2 separate regions of the Rattus norvegicus genome follow, and region 2 is linked to region 1. A link is a contact called in public Hi-C data. All regions are on one chromosome and are shown on one strand. Each heading gives the region's core, a stretch centred on a gene start, on an enhancer-like site or on the middle of the called end of the contact. The rest is flanking DNA. Distances are from core to core; before and after follow the strand shown.

The links. Hi-C and Micro-C count contacts between places; a contact is called where the count stands out from the background.
Region 2: a Hi-C map of Schwann cells shows a contact between it and region 1, with 5 times the contacts expected there. The contact joins two enhancer-like sites.

Annotation. Positions count from the first base shown.
Region 1 is chr5:77,900,988-77,906,751 of GRCr8, reverse strand. The region is part of intron 5 of Musk (muscle associated receptor tyrosine kinase); the gene reads right to left. Among named protein-coding and RNA genes, the nearest start is that of 4930522L14Rikl, 17 kb to the right of the region's middle. Within about 2 kb of position 2,006, at least 14 of the 93 cell types and tissues checked have an H3K27ac peak or open chromatin away from gene starts, as enhancers often do. A contact at or near this core is called in Schwann cells, where this site is marked.
Region 2 is chr5:77,999,982-78,005,857 of GRCr8, reverse strand. No RefSeq gene overlaps it. Among named protein-coding and RNA genes, the nearest start is that of 4930522L14Rikl, 120 kb to the right of the region's middle. Within about 2 kb of position 3,862, at least 11 of the 93 cell types and tissues checked have an H3K27ac peak or open chromatin away from gene starts, as enhancers often do. A contact at or near this core is called in Schwann cells, where this site is marked.

The DNA.
Region 1 (5,764 bases), core at 757-3,256:
CAGCACTATTTAAAAAAAAAAAAGACACGGCCAGTGTAAAACCTTAGGATTTTCTCTTACAGAATCTATTCACATGTTTTGGGTTTTTGTCTCTTGGCATATTTGAAGCCCTATCTGAAGGTCAGGAATCCTACAGCAATATAGTTTGCAACAAATCCAAGCATAATCCTTCTACTCACACCCTGAACAGGTGCCACATTCATCTTCCAAATCACTTTCAGATTTGTAATTAGTCTTATGATTGCCATTTTAAAGATCAGTATGTGTTGGGGAGATGGGACCATCATAGTTGTTCTTGTGATGTCATGGAAAACACAGGGAGTCGAAGACCTAGACCAACATTGGAAATGGCAGGTCTCCAGTCTCTCCTCTCCGTTCAAGAGATTTCTCACGTTTTGGCCAGTTCTCTATTTCTGAATGGTTATTTCAAAGGAACAGTGAGATCTCAAAAATTTTATTTTCTCCTGCGTTCTCCCTTCTGTAGCATTTCCTACCTTCCATTGGAGAGTTCTTTGTAAAGGTTTCAAGCAATCAGTGACTGGCAGGAATAAAGGGGAAAGGAAGATGACTTAAAACTAACCCAGACTGCCAGGTGGAATGTTTTACTTGATTGGTGTAAATAACCTGGTATCTAGAAAGAGGAAAACATTGTAAATACGCACTAGGCCTCTTCTATGCCTTAAATCTAAAATGTCCTCCACACACTCATGTGGTTGAACACTTTGTCTACAACTGATGCTGCTGTTTTGGGAGATTTGGGTTTTTTTGTTTTTTGTTTTTTGGGTTTTTTTTTGAAGATTTATTTTATCATTTTAATTACGTGTGCATTAATTGTGGGGGAGTATGCACATAGTGTGTGCACGTGTAAGCGCATGTGCCTGAGGAGTCCAGAGTAGGATGTCAGATCCTCTGGAGCTGGAGTTAGAAGCAGCTGTGAGCCTCCCAGTGTGAATGATGAGTCCTCTGTAAAAGCAATAAGGCTCTTAACCACTGAGGCTTCTCTCTAGCCCAGGTTCTAAATTCGTCAGGATATATAGGTTAGCTAGCAGAACTGGGTCACTGGGGCAGACCTTGAGCACTGCATGCATTTTGTGGTACTGGTCCAGGCTTTCTGCTTCCTGATCCACTGTGTTGCATGGGCCTCTTGCAGCTGCAGATGGAGCTGCAGCAGCCAAAATGGTTTGCATCCCTTGACTCTCAGGGCCAAACGAAAGCTCTCTTTCTTCAGGCTGTCTCTGCCAGTTAGCATGTCAGGACAATGAGAAAAACACTAACACAGTTTTCCTAATATGAAAGTTAAAAAACCCAAACTATGTATGAATCAGTTTTCTTGTCCGTTCTTTTTTCTTTAGTCTCACGCTGTGCTTCTAGAATTTGGAAGATGGGATTCTAACCCTTCTATGGATTCCATGTTCTCCTAAGAAATGTGATTTGACCTGTAACCTGCATCTACAGGGAAGCGGCCCCAGCTTCAAGTTCTCTGTGACTTCTTATTCCCATGGCCCACATGATAGGACTTAAGGTCAGGAAAATAAGCAACCGAAGTAGACTGTGCATCTGAGAAGAAGCAGCAAGGCAGAAAGAGGGAAAAATACCTTTAGCGTCCCGCTCGGGTTCACTGTCTTCTGTTAATAGGAACAGGAGGAGGTGGACACACAGGCAACAAACAGAAACAAAACAATGCATGGTGAGAAGGGAGGCCATGGACCGCAGAGCATCCATTGTGCACGATTTATTAGACTCTACTTGTTTCTTATTTCAATAAGAAACGAATGCCACGAAGGGAAAGCACTGACCTTTCTTTGCAAGCAAACGATCCCATGGCATAAGATTCCAAATTACCACTTGTAGTCAGGCAGTACTATACAGAAAATAAACTACAGCATACTCGAAGACATAGCTCATTCATGCATTTTTGTTTTAATGTGGACAAGGACAATCCCCCCTTTCTTTCAAGGCAACAGAGTCCCTACTATTCTAGTGAATTCTGTTCCTCTGTTTGCCTGGCTTCTCATCTTACCAGGCCCTGCTGTGAAGTCAGTGCTGTGGACTGTGGGATCTCAGCTATCATTTCTATGGTAATAGACTCCTGTTGTGGTAAACAGGGGATTAGGGGGTTTCTGCAGAACCAGGGCCTACCAACAACAAAGATCTGGAGCTCTCATTTAACCCCCAGAGGCAACTCAGAGAGTAGAGAAGAACAAAGCATTCTGGGAACAGACTAGTCAAGTCTGCTCTGGGAGAGGAAGAAAGAAAGAAAGAAAGAAAGAAAGAAAGAAAGAAAGAAAGAAAGAAAGAAAGAAAGAGAAAGGAAGAAAGAAAGAAAGGAAGGAAGAAAGAAAGAAAGAAAGAGAGAGAAAGAAAGAAAGGAAGGAAGGAAGGAAGAAAGAAAGAGAGAGAGAGAGAAAGAGAGAGAAAGAAAGAAAGAAAGAGAGAGAGAGAAAGAGAGAGAAAGAAAGAAAGAGAGAGGAAGGAAGAAAGAAGAAAGAGGAAGGAAGGAAAGAAAGAAAACAGAAAAATTAAAACTCTAAGTTAGAAAGAAAAGATGAGGAATTTGTACACTTTTTTTAGAAACCCTAACCAAGAGAAACTAAAAAACAAATTAGTCTTTCTAAAATGTTCACTCTGACCATATCACACAAAGCTCTCAAGGATTATTTGTTCCAATCCTTTCAGACCTTTTAAAAAAAAAGATTTACTTAATTATAAGTCAGTTGCAGTATGCATGTATATGGAAAAATAGTGATATTGTTGGTAACCACTGTTTCTTACAGGAATAGGCTTGCACTGTTCTTCATAGATGGTGGGTATTTCCATATATGTCATACACCACTTACTCTCTGATTGACTATGATCGGTGTGACTGGGGCTCTTTTACATATAAAACAAAACAACACGTCTAAGACTCAGGGATCTACAACCAGAACAGAGCCAGGAGTGCAGTGTCCTCATTCAGGTTCAGACATGGAGTCCTCTGCTGTGACCTGTGTCTCCATTCTGTACTTCAGACCCAATCTCCAATTTGATCTGACACTCTCTGATCTCTCCTGCCTTCACCAAGAAGTCGACGGTGTTTAGTTTTATCTTCTTGCTTTAAGAATCCAGGCTAGAGTCTGCTAACACTTTATAAATTGATGTCAATTACAAAAATAAGGTTCGGAAGTTGACTGTCAAATGAACCTTGAGTCCAGATGAAGAAATTTGGTTTGTACAGAATTCCTAACAGTGCCAGGTAAAGTACAGAGGAAGATTTAGTTTCTTCTATACCAGACTCTTAGAAACTGTAGAGTCCCTGTTTTTTTATTGTTTGGTTTGTTTTGAGACAAGGTCTCACTGTGCATCGTATGCTATGCGTGGACCTCTGTCTCCTCTTCTTGAGTGCTGGAATTTAGCTGTGTTCTACGATACCAGGAAGAGTCCCTGCTTGTATCCCAGACATTATCAGAAGAGATAAATACAGATCCATTTGTGAGCCAGATTAGGGCTGAAAAATTGTGAAAGGACCTACACATACACACACACACACACACACACACACACACACACACACACACACACGACAGCTAAACAGAACCAACCAAAGAGATGCAACAGTGTCTGAGATTTGATGTTTTCCAGAAAACAAGCTTGAGATTGGACTGAGAACCAGGTAGGTAGGTAGGTAAGACATACCTTCATATGTAAACTACAAAAACTCCTTTCTATGCATAGACGCACATTTCCACACATGTCTGACATGCTTTGGCATTAATACACACGTATAAATACATGCACACACACAGAACTGGGGTTATCTTAGAGAAAAATATGAAAGATTACTTTGTGAGAACATATTGAAAGTTGGTTGCTCCCCGTGGAGCAGCTTGCTGGTCATTTCAAGGACAGGTTGCAGTCCTAAATTCACCATGTGACCCATGTGTCCATGGCGATTCCAAGTGACTTCTGAACTTGTCATCTGCCAATTTAAAGCTCCTACCTCATGGTCTTCATTTGGACTTAATTGATAAATTCTCATCTAATTGCTTTATGTGTTATACTCGTGTCTTCCAAATAGCTTTTTAATCTTCTGGGGGAAGACATAATGTTAGAACCAGGGGTAGCAACCGTCTCCTGTTGCTGTTTTTTTTCCTGAAGTATAGAACCGTTTCTCATAGAAAAAAGTCTATAGTTTTTAAGAAGTCTTTTGCCATTTTTATAAGGGATGACTTGCCTTCCACTTTCTTGACTGGCCCGGGAGGTGGTTAGGCTAGACAGTCAGTGCCCGCCCTGACTGCACGGTGTACTCAGTCTACTTCCACATCCTCGCTCAACCGTCATCAACTATTCTCTTCAATATGTTAGTTTATAGGGAACTCAGGATCATTTTAGCAACTCATTTTGGCCAATTCTTTATGAAAAAAAATGGAGGAGAGTCATAGACTCTAAGTCATCCCCCTGTTTTAGTAATTCCCCTGATTACTACCCATAAGACCTGTTTCCTACTTGCCTTCACTGGGGGGGGGGGAATTGAAAAAAAAATAGTCCAATTAGTGTTTTGATGTCTCCAAATGTAATAGCCAAAGCTCCCCATCCTGATTGTTAATTTTAGGAATTTCCTTAGCTCTTCTTACCTTGAGTTACTCGGATACACTAACACGCACGATGAGTCTAAAATCTCTAAAGAGAAGAAGCACCATGTGCGCTTTCATTCTGTGAATCCAAAGTCTGCATGTGTTTTCGTTTGTAGTTGTGTGATATATATAGTCAGCCGCCGATATCACCGAAAATCACAAGTACCCACCACTGATTTTTATTCTTTTTCTTATTAAGGTCCGCCTCTCCAACTTCCCCTGTGTGTGTGCATTCGTGAGGGTAAGTCATCCGTTCCACAACTGGGGAGGAAATTGGAAGGCCTATCAAAGGTCAGGAAGGAAGAAGGAAAGTAAAGATTCCCTGAGAGGAGATAAAAGGGATAAACTTGGTAAAGTCACACAAGTCATGGAGACCCTGTGAAGCAAATGAAGAAGCAGAATTAAGCAGACTTCAGAAGTATGCAGATAGAATGCATTCTTCTGGCTACAAGAGAGAGATGAGCCAAGGCATAGCAGGGATTCCACTAGTGAGGCTGAGGTGTCGGAAGAGCTGACAGCACACGTTCTCTGCTCCTAGCTGGATGGCACTGATACTTCCTGTCTCTGGGAAGGAGTTATCATGAGGACAAAGGTCAAAAATAAGACAGAGAGGGCTTGGAGGAGGAGCCAGCCGTGTCCTGGCCAGCTCTGGGGGAGAGTGTGGTGAGGTATTTTAGAGAAGTTTGAGCAAGAGGAAAGTACTGAGGTCACCATGAGGGGAGAGAATCTGAGATGTGTGAGGCAGCTGCTTTGAACATGAGCACTTTGGAGCTTCCAGGTCTCCTGGTCCTTTTCTTAGCTCAGTGACTAGGATCCAGTCAATGCCGCATAGCGTGACAGCACAGAAGCAACAGCAGGCTCTGGGTGTTCTACAAGATGCTATTATGTGCATGTGCCTGTACTTGCATTTTGTTTATAGTATCCAAACGAGCCTGCTAAAGTATTCTGTCTTCTAGATGGATAAAAAGAAATAGCACTTCCTGTGACTATGTTGAAACAATAACACACCCCCACTCCTTATTTATTCTGTGAAATAGAAGTATCACAGGCTAGACTTGCATCTCAGCTTTTTGGCTAGGATCGAAGGTGTACGATGCTATGTAAACAGAGCACAGAGACTATATTTGTGACAGTGCTGAGTTCACAATTCAAAA
Region 2 (5,876 bases), core at 2,613-5,112, 97 kb before region 1:
CTCTTGGAGGATGTGGAATGGGAAAATGTGGATAAACCACGGCTCATATGCCAGCTGTCCTGGCTAGCTCTAGGTCAACTTGACACAAGCTAAAGTCACCTGAGAGAACGGAACCTCAACTGAGAAAATGCCTCCATAAGCCTGGCCAGTAGGCAAGCAAGTTTGTAGGGCATATTTCATAATGAGAGATTGGTAGCAGTGGGCCCATTTTGAGTGGGATATACCTGAGCTGTGGTCCTGGATTCTATCAGAAACACACTGAGCAAGCCATGATGAGCAAACCAGTGAGTAGCATCATTCTGTGGCGCCTGCATGCGCTCCTGCTCTAGGTTTCTACTGAGTTTGAGTTTCGGCTTTGCTGTCTCTCAATGGACTGTGTGTGATTCAGGATGTGGAAGCAAACAAACCCTTCCCTCCCCAACTGTTTTTGATCATGGTGTTTCATCACAGCAAGAGTAGACAAGCAAAACTATCGATTACTACAATAAATTGAAAACCATCACATCAGAAGGTCAACTGAGTGAAGCTTGACTCTGGTCAACTCGCTGGAGAGGATCTGGTCCAAGTATATCTCTTTCTCTCTGTGGGATAAAGTCAGACCCACTCTTTTCACAACTGTGCTGTCAGCTTGTGTAGAGGGGCTTGGAGCTGGTGATGCTATCGTGTCTGCTTCCGAGTTGTTATGAAGCGAGGCACCAGACAACTGCAGAGTAAAGGTGCAGGGAAGTCTAATTTGATTGTGGTGAGGCCACAGCATAATGTAAATGCAAGAGCTGGGAAAACGGCTCCTCACTTGAGAGCTAGTACTGCTCGTGAAGAGGGTCTGAAGGTGCTTCCCAGCACCGGTGTTGGTCAGCTCACAACCACTTGAAGCTCTAGCTCCAGGTGCTCTGGCGACCTCTACTGGCCTCTGCCTGAAGTGCAAGGTCTTCTGGCATTTGCACCTACCTGCACATAGAGCCCCACCCCCCACACAGATATACACAAGAAGGGGAGGGGAATGGGATAGGGGGATTATGGCCGGGGAACTGGAAAAGGGAATAACATTGGAAATGTAAATAAAAAAATATCCAACAGTAAAAAAAATATGTAAAGCAGAAAAAGAAAAAGAAAAAACACAAAAAAAATTTAAAATTAAAAAAAGTAACTTCGGAAAGCTGTGAATAGTTGTGGTCACAATCTATCACACTGGGGGTAAGGGATGACTTATAAGAAGAACCAGTGAACTGGAACTTAGGAGAATGAGAGAAGTAACAAACAAAACAAAACGCATTGGGGTTTAGACTGGCATTCCGTCAGAAGGAGAATATACCAGGAAGGAAAGGATACACGGGACAGCTTGTTGTTTTTTGGGAAATGAAAGACCTAAGCAGAGAGCAGGGCATATGGGGAGAAGCCTGGAGGGGACAGTGTAGAGACAGGCTGAAGCCAGATCACCAAGGGTCTTGAATACAAACAGAAGATCTTAAATAACCTTATAGACATGGGAAGCCATAGAAGACCCCCAGACTTGCCTTTGGCAAAAGGCTATCGTGGGAGGAGTATGTGACGGAAGCTGGTGTCAGGCAAGGTATGGAGGGTAGGAGGTGCTGGAGAGGAGGGGTTGGGCACTCTTAGGGGAATGGAGGTAAAGGTGGTCAAGAGCAAGGGAACCAAACCAGGCAGAATCTACATGACCTGATTGAGTTGTTTAAGTTACAAAAAGTACTTTTGCTTCTCAAAATTGCTGCTTAAACAATCAACCGTAAGCTAGGAACATCAGCTTTACTCAAGAAGCCAGTATGATTTCCAGGTTTGGGAAGTGTGAGGAGACATGGGGTTGGGGGGCACTGTTGTGTAATTGAACCTGGGGCCTGTTGAGCTTACATTTCTGGGCGTCGCCGGATGGAGATACATGGTCTGCAGTCTGGGTCTCAGGATGAATGCCTGGGATTGGGGTGTGGCTTTGGGTGACGCTATGCAGGGAAAGTGGCCCTTAAGCCTAAATAACTGAGTTCCGGATGCAGATGCCAAATGCTATAGGTGGACTAGTGAATATCATTAAGGATCCAGTGACACTGGGCCACAAAATAAACCCATGAAAACAGGAGGGGAACTTTCTTTTTTTTTTTACTAGATATATTTCTTTACTTACATTTCAAATGGTATTCCCTTTCCCAGTTTCCTGTCCATAAGCCCCCATTCCCACCCCCTCCACATATGGGTATTTCCCCCATCGACCTCCCTAACTGCCCTCTGACATTCCCCTGCACTGGGGGTTCAACCTTAGTAGGACCAAGGGCTTCCCAGTCCCCTGATGCCCCAACAAGGCTATTCTCTGCTACATATGCAGTTGGAGCCCTGGGTCAGTCCATGTACAGTCTATGCGTAATGGTTTAGTCCCTGGAAGCTCTGGTTGGTTGGCATTGTTGTTCTTTCGGGGTTGCAAGCTCCTTCAACTCTTTCAATCCTTCCTCTAATTCCCCTGATGGGGTCATTTTCTCAGTTCGGTGGTTTGCTGCTAGCATTGACCTCTGTATTGGACATGCTCTGGATTTGTCTCTCAGGAGAGACCTATAACCAGTTCCTTTCAGCATGCACTTTTAGCTTCATCAATCTTATCTAGTTTCGGTGGCTGTGTATAGTATATATATATATATATATATATATATATATATATATATATATACACACACACACATATGTGCTACATGTTGGGCAGGCTCTGAATGGCCTTTCCTTAAGTCACTGCTCTAAACTTTGCTCAGGGGGGAAACTTAATGGGAAGGAAAAGAGTTCATCAGGAGAGGGAAGGAAATGGGAGAGAGAAATAGGCTGCATGTGATCAGAATGCATTACATACACACATGAAGCTGTCATGATGTTCTCTGGCATGTGGTAGGAACACCTAAGGGCTATACTATGAAGGTCAAAGAGAAAGACTTCAGGTAGTAGTCAAATGAGACTGTAAATAATGCCACTGGGTTTGATGACCAACAGACAGTTAGGGACATTGATGAAGGCGATAGTAGGGTATTAGTGGAACACGTGGCTTGACCAAGATCACACACTGATATCTATGTGGGCCGTTTGAGACTCAGGCCAAGGTTTCTGACTATTAGTCCATTCTTATGTGGAACAGCTCAGAAGCTAGTCTAATTCTAAAGATCAGTGAATATGTGGACATCTTAACCACTAAAGCCTCAGTGTCGGGGAGGTTAATAAAGAAATGTAAGTACACAATTTGTCAAATTATCAGTGGGTGTGTTAGGGCCAAGTTCTCGGGATGCTGATAACCCCTAGCTGAACAGAGGCACATGAACTCGTGGCTCGACCGGCAGAAGATTCCCTTGAGAACAGGTCCCTGGGGACTTGAGTGGCCTGAGAGATGTTCTAAGACGGGGCTACTCTGTCATTTCCTCAAAGCCACAGACTTCAAAGCACTCCGGGGTCTCTCTTGTTTGTTTCACAAACAGGAAGTTTTAACAAGTAGGTCAAAGAAGACGGTTTTTCCAACGTTCTTCTGCTAAAGATTTTCCTTTTTCTGTATTAGCAATAAATCCTACAACTAAAAACGTCAACTCACCATAACTCAAGGATCTACAAAAACCATCCCCTCTTCTTTCCAGCAAAAATATTGATGCACAAAAATAATCTCTCTGTCCAGCACTGTGGTTTCAAGTATTTTTCCAGGCATAATAGGCAAGGGAAAAGAATGTAAAGAATTTTAACTGGTATGCATTCTTGGGAGATGAGACAGGCTTACTGATTTCAAGTTTATGGGGCCCATTCAGCCTGAAAGATAGATTTGTGCTTTAACCTCAGACCTTCTTCTCTTCATTCCCACTTCTGCCTCCACACATATTTATCTTCTTGTTTTTACATTTTTTTCCATTTGTTTTATGAGTGTTTGTGAGGCTCATTCATGAGCCTGCCTGCATGTCTGTACCTCATGTGCATGCAGTGCATGCAGTGTTAGCAGAGGCCAGAAGAGGGCGCTGGAACTCTTGGGACTGGAGTTACAGACGGTTGTTTCGAGCGAGTGCTGGGAACCGAATATAGGTCCTCTGGAAGGACAGCCACGGCTGTTGAGTGCTCCCCAGCTCCATCTTGTTAATTTCTTGGGCTATTGACCTTTTGAACTATCAAAGAAGGTTACTAGCTGACTTTTCTGTTTATACAAATTTACTACATAGAAACAACTATTTTTCCATTTTCCTTTGAATAGAGATTCCATGTTTGACTAACTTGATACATTGAGTAAAACTCGAATTTAAGATGATGACAGATTTGCTTCATTCTTAATTACTTTTTTGCCTATCTTCCTAGGTCATTGTTAAGTTTTATTGCTATTAGAAATGGATCGGGGTTGGGGATTTAGCTCAGTGGTAGAGCCCTTGCCTAGGAAGCGCAAGGCCCTGGGTTCAGTCCCCAGCTCCGAAAAAAAGAACCAAAAAAAAAAAAAAAAAAAAAGAAATGGATCTTTTTATTCTTATTGATGTAGAGGATTTTTTTTTCTCTTAGAAATAAAACCACTGAACTGAGAATGGGGTCCCCAATGGAGGAGTTAGAAGAAGGACTGAAGTAGGTGGAGGGTTTTGCATCCCCATAAGAACACTATTTAACCAACCAGACAACCCAGAGCTCCCAGGGACTAAATCACCATCCCGAGAGAACACAGGGATGGACCTATGGCTCCATTTTCATATGTAGCAAAGGATGGCCTTGTTGGGCATCAATAGGAAGAGAAGCCCTTAGTCCTGCCAAGGCTTGATGCCCCAGTGTAGGGGAATGTCAGGCCAGGGAGGCGGGAAGGGTGTGTGGGTGGGGGAACACCCTCATAGTAGCAGGGGAAGGAGGGGTGGGATAAGGGGTTTATGGACTGGGAAAGGGGATAACATTTGAAATGTAAATTTTAAAAAATACAATAAAAAAAGAAATAGATACTGAATGCTATTCAATGCCTTTGGATATATGACTTTTAAAAATTGTAGTTATTCACATAATAAATAACATTTTTTTCAAGTTGGACCATCTTTACCTTCCTAAGAAAATCCCAACGTGCTTATATGTCTTCATTTTTGTAATATGACGTGGCAGTGACGTGGCAAAGGTTTACAGAGAATGAGTTCCGACAGCAGGGTGCTTGGGCCCAACTTCCAGTTCAGTGTTTTCTGGTGACTTAGACACCGGCAGATTCCTCATCCTCTCCTCATCCTCTCCATGCCTATAGAGTGGAGATATTAGCTCCTAGGATGAAAGGCTGTTGCAGTAGAGCGGATCACACACAGGACGCATTGGTGGTGCACCTAGAGTGGATGGGAGCTGGAGGACGGCTGAGGGGAATGGGTTTCTTTATTCAGATTACTAATGTCGTGACAATGTTCTATGAGCCATTGAGCTGTCTAATTCAAGAAAAGGATGAAACTGTACTGGGTGTGGCCACTGATGCCACCTTGGGAAATACTAGTTTCTAAAACAACATTTGACGTTCATGTCTGTAGCGGTATCAAATGCTGTGTCAGACTCTTTAGGAGTTGCCTTGTGCACTCCACACCCACTATCACAGTGCTAGCAGGCAAGTTATTAAACCTTTGGTGGCTCTCTCTTAGTCCGCAAAGTATAAAGGTAAAGTATGAGTAGCTTTGTGGATTACATAAAGAGATTATATTAATACATTTTAAATATAAAGACTAGTGTCTCAGGCAGTGAGTTCTTAGGAAATGTTAACTTTTCTTAAAGATGTTAGCTAGTATTTCATGTAAGATTTAGATCTTAAATGCTTAAATGCTTGCAACAAATTGCATTGTTTCTTTTTTTTTCTCTTGTTCTTTTATAATGACTTTTTTTTTCTTGTGGCATTAGAAATATTCTGGTTCTTCTGTAGTTACCGTCTT